3 separate regions of the Gossypium hirsutum genome follow, and regions 2 and 3 are each linked to region 1. Evidence: chromatin contacts called from public Hi-C data. All regions are on one chromosome and are shown on one strand. Each heading gives the region's core, a stretch centred on a gene start, on an enhancer-like site or on the middle of the called end of the contact. The rest is flanking DNA. Distances are from core to core; before and after follow the strand shown. Region 1 has its middle 27 kb from the start of LOC121206650. Region 2 holds the start of LOC107918216. Region 3 has its middle 11 kb from the start of LOC107918217.

Evidence for each region. A called contact is a pair of places that touch in the nucleus more often than the background predicts.
Region 2: a Hi-C map of leaf shows a contact between it and region 1, with 3 times the contacts expected there. The contact joins the promoter of LOC107918216 here to the enhancer-like site in region 1. A contact is called at or near these places in 15 of 34 Hi-C or Micro-C datasets (anther, callus, fibers and 3 more).
Region 3: a Hi-C map of hypocotyl shows a contact between it and region 1, with 4 times the contacts expected there. The contact joins two enhancer-like sites. A contact is called at or near these places in 4 of 34 Hi-C or Micro-C datasets (callus, hypocotyl and leaf).

What each region holds. Positions count from the first base shown.
Region 1 is chrA01:90,066,004-90,069,679 of Gossypium_hirsutum_v2.1, forward strand. No RefSeq gene overlaps it. Among protein-coding and RNA genes, the nearest start is that of LOC121206650, 27 kb to the right of the region's middle. Within about 2 kb of position 1,573, at least 3 of the 9 cell types and tissues checked have an H3K27ac peak or open chromatin away from gene starts, as enhancers often do. A contact at or near this core is called in hypocotyl and leaf, where this site is marked.
Region 2 is chrA01:89,872,412-89,876,087 of Gossypium_hirsutum_v2.1, forward strand. LOC107918216 reads left to right here and starts at 1,703. Exons shown (of 2, transcript XM_016847756.2): 1 at 1,703-2,712; 2 at 2,850-3,270. The coding sequence starts at 2,481. The coding sequence ends at 3,031.
Region 3 is chrA01:89,936,930-89,940,605 of Gossypium_hirsutum_v2.1, forward strand. No RefSeq gene overlaps it. Among protein-coding and RNA genes, the nearest start is that of LOC107918217, 11 kb to the left of the region's middle. Within about 2 kb of position 2,027, at least 4 of the 9 cell types and tissues checked have an H3K27ac peak or open chromatin away from gene starts, as enhancers often do. A contact at or near this core is called in hypocotyl and leaf, where this site is marked.

The DNA of each region.
Region 1 (3,676 bases), core at 323-2,822:
ATCAAGTCCAATTATTGACATCGTTAAATTTTTTTGTCAATTTTGATGATGTCACATTTTTAAATAAAAAATACTCACTTAGTAGTCGTGGAATTAAAAAATGAAGTTGTAATGAATCTGAATTTAACATAATATTTTTAATATATGCAAAAACAATGTAAAATATAAAATTATAGATAAAAATAAACTCAATTAAACAATGAAAATATAAGAAAATCTCAAATGTATGTTCATTTAATTGAAAACAACTTTTATGAAATATTTTTAAGAAATCTACCGAAGAACAGAAAATATGATTCCTCCAAACATCAGAAAGTATTAGCTTTTCCAAAAAAATAAATTATTTTCCGAAAGTCATTTTTAGTGAAATAAACGGAGCCTAATGTTTTAGACTCTTTTCAACCTTGAACCCTAGGCAATTACACCTCCAAACATCCCCTAGGATCAAGCCTGCGCTTAGTGTTACCTGTACTAAGCATGGTAGTTTTCCGCCCTCCATCTGTTGCTAATCTCTTCACAAAGCTTTTTATCAACTCTGAATATTTATAATCATTCTCATATTGCCCGCTTAAATCTATGTTATATCTTAACAAATTATATTTCTGTTCATCTTCTCTAATCTCTAAACAGCCTTTTCATATCAATTCTTGCATCATTTTATTCACAATAATGATGTGCTAAAAATACAATTACTCTTAAGGTCCCTTCTATAGTTACCAATTCTTGCATTAGCTTAATAATTGTTTGTCGTTGATCTTCTGTCCTAATTTATTTAGGGCTTCAAGATAATTGAACCATTTTTTCTTAACAAATATAAAAATATATAACGAACAACATATTTTAAATGGCTAACATTTAATGATTTTTTATTTGATATGACTATATTAAATACTTTAGAAATAACCTTTTTTTTTCTCGTATATATATATATATATAATAGCAAAATAAGTGTTTGCTACCGTGTACAGGTTACCAACTTTAAAGTTGGCACCTTAAGGTCTAACTTCCACTCATTTTTTTCCACATTGAAAGTCGTATGCTAGAGCTAACGACATTCACTTATTCTCTCAATGAACATATCAAAAGATGTAATAATATCAAAAGTGATCCCTTAATGTTTATCAAATCCATCACATTCGATTGCTCACTTGTCTGGTCCCTAACAATTTTACCCTGCTAAAACTCTTCCTCGCAATCTCCTTTAAGATTCCCAAGTCAAACAGACGATGTCAATTGCTCTCATTTTCATTGCTTTCTACACCTTTACAGGAACCGCTACCACCAGCCACCCATACATTTTATGTTGTAATAAAATCATTGGATAGGATCATGACTGATGTGGTAAGAAGAGCTTAACTAATAATTTCTCTTAAAACCAATAAATAAATAAGTAATGAAAATCAATTAATTTAATGTTGGAGTTTGAAAAATAAAATTTTAAATAAGGAATATGAAAATGAATTAAACAAGATTGTGGGGTGGAGTGAATTATAGCGGAGTTGAAGCATGAAAGTTAGGGGCCCGTTTGAACAGGTGCAGAGTGTACGTCGGTGTAGTCGCAGAGGTGCTGGGTGGAGAGTGGAAGCCACGCCTCAACATGATTCGAACCTGTCTCACTAAACAAAGGGTGGTCCACTCTGCTCCCCACTCTCCATCCTCATCCCATCATTTTACCTACATACACCACTACCTCTCTCTCTCTCTGCATTTCATATTAGAGGTCACCAAGCCAACAGTGTACGATCGTTCATGGATGATTGATTTGAATGAATTTCAGATTTTTAGTATATATTGATATTGTGATTTTATGGTAGTAGTTCATATTCTAAAAAAGAAAAATAGTGGTACAAGGATACATCACTCGTCTCGGGTTGAGGGCTTGGATCACAGAAATTGCCCGTGATCAATTTTTAAAATAATATTGAAAGATCTAAAACTGATGCAGTATAATATTATAATAAACAAGATTTATACGCATGTCAATACAATATAAGGAGTGGACTACTTTTGATGCAGGGCAATAGAAAGGGCCGGCTGCCCCTATATGTTTCCAGTTTTTGTTTATTTATCCCCAAAATCACCCACGTGTCCTTGCATGTGACTTTGGGAAAAACACTTGCCTACCTATACCATTATAAAATACATACCTCCAACAAAAATGATGCATATAGTTTTAGCTACCTACGGAGGAGGGGTGGCAAAACAAAAGCAAAAGGCATCGGAGGTTGGAAATAATGAATGTAAAATTCCAGAAGGGATCTTTGCTAGTTGATGAAATTATTATTATGATTAAAAAGAAAAGAAAACATGGCGCATCATATGGAGATTGGAAGTTCCCAAAAATATGTAGTGAAGTGGGTGTTGGCACTGCCAAAATCTCCCACTTATATAATTCCTCACTCATTTCTACTTTTAATTTCTCATCTCTATAACTTTATTCTGAAATTGCATTTACTTGTATCAATGGGTTTTAATACATCAACATGAGTATATATATTAAAATATCCTCTCTTTTTAATGCATTTTTCATCTATTTGCAGTACAACATTAAATGAATATTAATGTGTTTAAATAATAATAATAGTAAACATATGATAATTGAGTTAGCGATCACTTGAGAAAAAAAAGAAACAAACATGAAATAAAACCTATTGAAAAAGCAAAATTGAATATATTTAAAAACGTTTAAACCTTATTTAAACTTTGCTTAGATTTTAAGAATACAATTTTCTGCGGTACATTCAAAATTACTTTTACAATCTGCTATGCATAAATTTTAATTTTTTTTTGATGGATGAATTGTGATAAATATAGTACAACTATAATTATAAATTAATATAAAAATATTGAATGAATAATAGAAAAGAATTAAACAAAAAGGAAAAAAAAAACAAACGAAGACATGTATGCAGTTGAATATTAAAAAAAAACCACATATGGCGTAAAATATTAAAAAAAACCCAATACTTTAGTATAATTAACAAATTGGCGTAAGATTAAGTGGTAAATCGTATTTTGCCTAACTTGGCCCACGGTGGGTATAACCGTAGAGCACGAGTTTTATAAGAAATAAATCTTAGGGCTCTCGGATTCCCTTAGCCTATATAAACATATGGAATTCACTAATTCAACATAAATAATTCTAAAGATGTACTTATCCTATTAGGATAACATCTAATTACTTCTTTCGCTCAAATATAATATACATTTCAACTCAGTCTACCGTCAAGGATTTCATTAAAATAAAGTCGTCTTGAATTTCTTTTAATTAAATTGGAATTTAATATTTTTAATAACTTAATCTTTTAAATATTCATAATGAAATTTACTAGATAAGATTTTTCCTATAAAACACTGTGAAAATTGATGAGTAGATATTAATTATTAGAGAATAAATTTATTTATTTATTTATTTATTTTATTCTATTTCATTTAAGATTATATTATTTTTTATTAAATAATTTAATTATAATTTATATTTAATTTTAAATAATACACCAAACATATTTTATAACTTAAATTCAAAATTTATTTTTTTGGTATTTAATTTTTCAGTCTATCAAACATATAGTTTACATTAAATTATAGATTTAATCTCTAAATATTTTTATTTTTTATTGAAACTAAATAAATAAAAGCGAAATATTTACTTACACTAATGTAAAATTAAAGCCAT
Region 2 (3,676 bases), core at 453-2,952, 190 kb before region 1:
TGAGATTTATCGGGCATTAAAATGCCCCCCATTAACCTTAGGATGAATGCTTGGGCACATTGTTCTTTGACGATGTTGGTCGCGTTTGGAGGAAGCTCTTTGAAATTGGTTTCTGACCAATTCATCTATATTCAGCCACCTTGAAACTTGTTTAGGACCTTCCCCAAAAATGCCTCACAAAGGTCCTCTTTAACGGGAATGATCGCTGACCTCGTGATGATTGACCTATCCACCGATAAATCGAGTTACAAAGCTATGTCCTCGAGTGTGATTGTACACTCGCCGCATAAAAGATGGAAAGCGTGTGTCTTGAGCCTCCATCTTTCCACCAACGCGCTGATGAGCGTAGGATCAAGTTTGCAGCCCCTGAGCATACGAGATGCATGCAAGAATCTCGTGTTTTGCAAGTAACCATAAATTTTGGTGATTGGTCCTTTTGACAAATTGTGTATAAACCCCTCCAAAACACGATCATTCGCCTATTTATATCGACAAAAAAATATTTTAAAATATTTTAAAAAATAAGAAACTTTAAATTTAACTTAATTGAAAATAAAAAAATTTAAAATTTCGTCTTACCATTATTGCTTGAGCGACGAAAATGTACTTTTCTTCGAAACGAATCAGAAATGTTGTCATTCTTGAAAATTTAATCAAATGAATAAAATATGAAATCATTAAAAAATAATATTTTTAAACAAGCGTATCGGAAAATTTAGAACAAAACTTGAGAAAATTGAGAGAATTAAGAGCCTGTTTAGTAGTGCTTAAAAAAAGCACTTCTAGCTCTAAAAGCACTTTTGTAGAAAAGTTGTGCTAAACAAACTGTTTTTGACTGAATTTTTTGGCTTTTCAGGAGAAGTTAAAATTTTTAGCTTTTCCTTTCCCAAAAGCAATTTTGGTGCTTAAATACTTTTTCACCCCTCTAATAACATAGTACTTTCCCTTTTTTTCCTTCTTAGTGCTTAATTACAAATGTGTTAAAATCATTAATTAAAAATAAAAAATATTTTTTAAAATATTAATTACAAATATTTAATGATTATACTTAAATATTCAAAATATAATTTATATATTTAATTAAATTTTATAAATAATTAATATTTATTGCTTAAAAATATTTAAAATTTATATTTCATATATTAAAATATTAACAGCAAATTATAATAAATTTTATATTCTTACAAAAATATAATAATGTTAAATTAATTTAAACATTATTTAAATACATATTTGTTACTTGATAATAACATGTCTAAAATGGACATTTTATTTCTCAAAAGTATTTTTTGACAGTAATGCTAAATACTCAAAATTTAAACTAAACTTTTCAAAAGTACTTTTCCATAACATTTTTCAAAAGTATTGCTAAACTAGCCCTAATAAAGTTGAAAGAATTGAGAGAGTTAGATTTGAGTGAAAAAAATTAAAATTGTATAGTATTTGTAGAAAAAAATGACCGTTGGAGCACTTTAAATCTTTTTACCATTGCCAGCCAACGTTTAAAAAATCGTTAGAATTGACTTTTGACGAACGAGTTTTTTATATAATTAATAAGAAAACACATTTAACTAAGCGTGTTTTCCCTTTCTCTTTTAAAGAACGACCTATTTCCTTAAGTTAGAAAAAATACCTAAAAAGGCAAATAAAACAAATTGACATATATGACTAATGGAAAAATCTTCAAAGAAACTTTATTTATAAAAATAAAACAAATTGAATATTATTGTTGTAGAAAGAAAGAGGAGGGGAATATGGCGGTCGCGAATGAATAGGTGGCTTGGTGGACAAGGAGGGATGAACGCGTAAATATGCCCAAATGCTAACTCTACACGGAAACAACAACTTCCGTATATATATACATTGCAACCCTACGGCAGAAGAGAAAGAAAGAAACCCTTTTCCTGCCTCCCCTCTATAAGGCTAATATACCACCTCAACCTGAATTACTCTAATCCTTTTCCTTGTTTTGTTCCTCTATTAAATACCCCCAAACGCTTCCCACACCTTCTACCTACAATCACTAAAATTCCTCTCCTTTTTTCGTCGAAATCTGCGTCCCAGAACTTCTTTTTTCTGGCTCTTTTCCCCTTTTTGTTGGAATCAAACCATTGATCTTTTGGTATTTTTGTGAATGGTGGAAACAATTTGGAGCTGTAGTATATTGATGCTCTCCCCTTGCAAATCGAGGGCGAGCACTCTCCTTCCTCTTTCTGCTGCTTCTGCTTTCGCATTCGGTTCTTGCAAAGAAGGCTGGTACTACCGCTGCCTTGGCCTTGACCCATAAACAACCCCACCTCAATACCTCTATTCCTTTCCACCAATAACCCAGATTTGTTTTTTTTTTGTTATACGCCCCACAAAATAACAAAACAAACCCATTGTTTCTCTTTTCGCGGTTGTTGGTGAATTGTTCATTCATCTGTTTTTGGTTTTGATTCCTTTTCATTTTGAATTTTGAACAAAAAAAATTTGAAAGAATGTTGCTTTACAAGCAGAAGAAGAACCAGGGTCCCAAGGGCAACAGGCTCCTGATTAGCGTCACTGTTCTCGGAAGTGCTGGGCCGATCCGTTTTGTTGTTAACGAGGAAGAGCTCGTTGCTGCCGTCATTGATACTGCTTTGAAATCCTACGCTCGTGAGGGTCGGCTTCCCGTTCTCGGATCCAATCTTAATGATTTCCTCCTTTATTGCCCCAGTGCTGGATCAGATGGTATGTCGGTTTTCATTTCAATCTTTAAAGATTAAAAAATTTCCAGGATTTGCTTATTTGATGTTAAATGGTGTTTTATTTGGGAAAAATTAGTAGTATTCATGATTTTGGGTGTTTGGTATGTTTTTTCATTGCAGCACTAAGTCCATGGGAGACAATTGGATCACAAGGGGCAAGGAATTTCATGCTGTGCAAGAAGCCAAGGACTGAGAAAGTGAAAGACGACGGGAAGGCAGCTGAATCAATTAATAGGAAGGCAAGTGGGAATTGGAAGGCATGGTTTAATAAATCCCTCAATCTCAAGATTTCCTCCCATTAATTAAACAATTCCCAACCCTTTATGATCCTTTATTTCTTGGGTTAGCTTTACTTATAAATAAAGCCTTGGAAGTTAGTCTATTATCATTGATGGCCATGGTAGAGTATTGCTTATGTTTTTCACCTTATTTCTCATTTAGGTGAGAAAAGACCTGCAGGAATAAATTTGAACTTGTTTTTCAGTATTTTGCCTTATGCAATAAGAATGAAGAGAACATTCATGGTGTGCTTGATTTTCCATTTCTGTCTTTGAAGTGTTGCGTTCTATTGTTGAATGGCTTTTGATGGATGATTCTATTAATTTCATACCCTACGTAAGGTTTGGCTTACACCCAGTGTTCAAAAAGTTGTTCTGAATTGTCCATAAACATGTATTTTCGGTAGCTTATATCCATTGCTTGAAATGTTCTTCTGACTTGCCCTTAATATTACAAGTTGCTTTCAAGGATTTTGATTTGGTAATTGGATATGGCTAGAAATATATAGGACATGATGGATGGACTGAATCATTCAGATTTATGACCAATTTAAGAATTTTATTCAACATTATCGCCTGATGGATGCTTATTCTTAGGAATTGATTCTTTTTATTGAACTTAAGACCCAAAATCAAACCACTTGAGATTAATTAACAGTGTATTATTGA
Region 3 (3,676 bases), core at 777-3,276, 130 kb before region 1:
ATCAACCACTCTACTTGAAATGTTTTAAATTTCACACAACTTGTTCATATTTGTAAATAACTAATTTGACTTCTTTTATAACTTTTGAAAGTTTTAGTATTACAAGATAGTACAATTAGAAGCACAGAACATGATACAAATTATATCTAACCAGCTAAAATGATATGTAGAATCAACCAATACAGTACACAACGGGCCAAGATTAGAATAAAACCCACATAAGGCAAAATTGCATGGTGGAGAGATACCCACACATTACAAATGTAGATGGTGGGACTTGAACATGAGCTTTCAAGGTTTGAAGCCTCAACCTCTGCCAATAGTGTCAATGCCTCATTAGCACCTAAGTTGATTTAGACCAACTATTTTTTTTAAATATGTTATTTTTATTATTTAGTAATTATATATGCATTTCATTTAATTCGAAGTGAATCGAGTCTAAATAAATAACAAACTTAAAATTTTTTTTGAACCAAATTTGATATCTTTTAAGTTTTTTTTAATACCATTCCTATACTACATATAAATCCTTTAACCCTAAAATAGAAGAATATATATTTAAGTATACTCAAACCCACATCTTCTTTATTGTTGCAACAATAAGAATTTCAATTAAATTAGGGCAATACAACAATAAATTATAAAGATATTAACTAATGTAACAATAAAATTATATTTTAATTCTTATAAATATTTATAATTTAATTCCGAACGGAATTCTAACTTTTCCATGGTATTCTTATAATTAAGAAAAAAGAAAAGAAAAAGGGAACAGCAACCTTATTATGAACAACCTTAAGCAGGAAGAAGGAACATGTGTTTCTATTCTTGCATTCTGTGTGTTAGTAGTACAATATTGTAGCAAACTACTGTGGAAATAGTTGGTCAACAAAATTCAGGATTAGCACTGCCTCAGCTGATCATGCACAACTTGTGCCTTAAGACTTGATTTTTTTGTTCTTTGTTTTTCTTTTGTTCAATGGTTAATTCAGTTGACCGCCTTTCTTATTTATCCAAATCCCCCAAGTTACTTTCAAACAGATCCGATGGAGTAATTATGCGGCTGCCCTCCCTTCCTACTTTTTTAAAATATTAATATTTTTTTCAGGAAATAAAAACACACGTTTTGGTTGGTTCATGCATGATGGCCGCATCGCGGGGGATATGCTGCCAACTTGTTTAACCAAATTATTAATACTAAATACCATTTTATTTGCCTTTCATTATATCAATACATAAATCATCCCCCAATCGAAATGTACTTGTAAGAAGATAAAATTAAAATGTTGAACACCGTTTTGTATCTTAGGAGTTTTAATCCCTCATATAACATTTTAGTTTTTCTTATATAATTAAAAAAATTTATCAAACGTCGTATGTTAACATGATAGTTAGAATATTCATCATACTAAATATAATCTAAATTAGTTTTTCTAATCACGTTGTTATTAAAATTTTATTTTCCTCTAATAATTTACCAAAAATATTTTATTTATATAAGCAAATTGTTAAGTTAAATAGATAAATTACATATAAAATGGTAAAAAAAAAATACTAGTTAAAAAGAAATCTTCCTTCAACAAAAAAAGAAAATATAATAACGGCGTGGACCGACGAATAGGTTGACATGAATAATCAAATGTCAGTTATGGGTGGCCCACATGAGGGAGACTACTCGACAAAAACGGCCCCGCCGTCAGCGTCAGACGGCCTCGCACTCCATCCGTAACGCCGTTAAATGAGATGTATCAATCTCCGTCGTGTTAGTAACGGTCCTTTTGGCTTGTAAAGTTGTAATTCTAAAGATAGATAGAGGGCACTATTTTTCTTTTCTTTTTTCTAAATAAAAAAAAGAAGAAAATTTACTTGGCTTAGCTCTGAAATCTGAATACTGTAGTTTTACAGAGGAAAAAAATAAAGGGGAGGGGTCTTTGAACAGAACACTGACAATAGCATGGCACAACGTGGTTCTTACACGTGTGAAAACAACATGTTGATGGGGGAATCAGTACTTGGTCTACTATTCCTGCTTGGTGGGCCCCACCTACCATGTGATCCTTACACGTGTTAAGATTCCACCCTGGAGTGGGGTTCATCCTTGCTGGAGGCCCTTCAATTCCTTTCATTGTCCGGAGGAGGTTCGCCGACGTCAGTTGCACTGACACCTGTTTTCCCATTATTTTTTATAATTAAAATCAAAATTGCCTTTTCCTTTTAACTTTATATTTTACTGGGTAAAATTTTTATTTAAAAAATATTTTCGATTTCAGGCAAAAAAACTGACGTCCAAGAAATAAAACTTTGGTGAAGCTAATTTTGTGTTTGGTGTTTAAGTAAGAATCAAAACAGAAAACGGCACCCAAATAGTAAAAAGCCGTCTGCGAGTAAGACCTTAATATTGAGAAATAAATTATTAAGGGATTCGATTTTCTTAGCCAACTTATAGGTGTAGCCTTCCACGATCTTCCCAGCTTTCCTTAATCTTAATTATACATAAATTAATCTGTGTAACCCAATTGTTTAAACCTAACTTAACATCAATAATTTATATTTATATACATATGTGTCATGATATAAAAACTTTAGCTGTCAATCTCGTTGCATGATGTGTGTTTTTGAGTAAACTATTAGATGATGATTGTATTACAATTTAATTAGTTGTATAATAATTATCTTGATTAATTATTTTAAGTTTTTTTAATTTACAAATTGTGTATTTACTGTGTAAGTTTTTGTTTTGGTCACTTAATTAAATAATTATAATTTGGTTATCAAATTATTCAAAATTTTTTTATTTAAGTAATTGAGTTGTTGTGTTTTGCAACAAGCTTTGAGTGACGGTTCAATGATCGATATGGAGGATCAGTATCCATCGGTGACTAGAAAAATATAACTTAGATTTAAGTTGATCTGATGATTAGTATCTAAGATCAGAAATCAGAGAAAAAAATATTTAAAATTTTTAATAGTAAATTCATCACACTTTAAGTTTTTTTTTTATAAAAGATTGAATTGTAAAATTGATATATATAGCATACAAATGCATAATTTTGAACAACTTCTACGAAGAGTTTTGACTTTAGCACGGGACATATTCAATGAAATCTCATTCCTTCTTTCTCCCCATTAAACATTTATTTAATTTTGGCAAATTAATTCTGATTTTAAAAGTTGAAAAAGTATTAAATACTAGGTTTGAAAATTTTAGCTAATGTGATATAAAATTAAATTTATTTTTATTTAATTTATAATTAATTTATAATATTTTTATAATATAAATAAATTATATAAAAAGAGTAAAAATAGTTTAAAAAACTATATAAATACTTTTAAAAAGAATTTAAAAATTGATAACCGAGCTAATGAAATTTAATTTGGTTTAATTTTTCTAAAGAAAATCCTAAAGAAAAGGTCTTGCGTAGTTGAAGTTTCATGTTCAACTTTCATTGTATGTAGGTCGTTTCTAGATTTATTCTAATTCAAGTTCTATCATTTGTGGATGTGGATTATGTTTATATGTATTTTGATTCTTGGTTCAATTTTCATTGTAATAATTGATTATGCTTATAGTTATTTAGGTTGCATTAATTGTATTTGTAATTGTAACTTCCTCTTTTAAATTTGAAATATAAATATTTAATTATTTTAATAGATTATTTTTTTTAAAATAACGTTA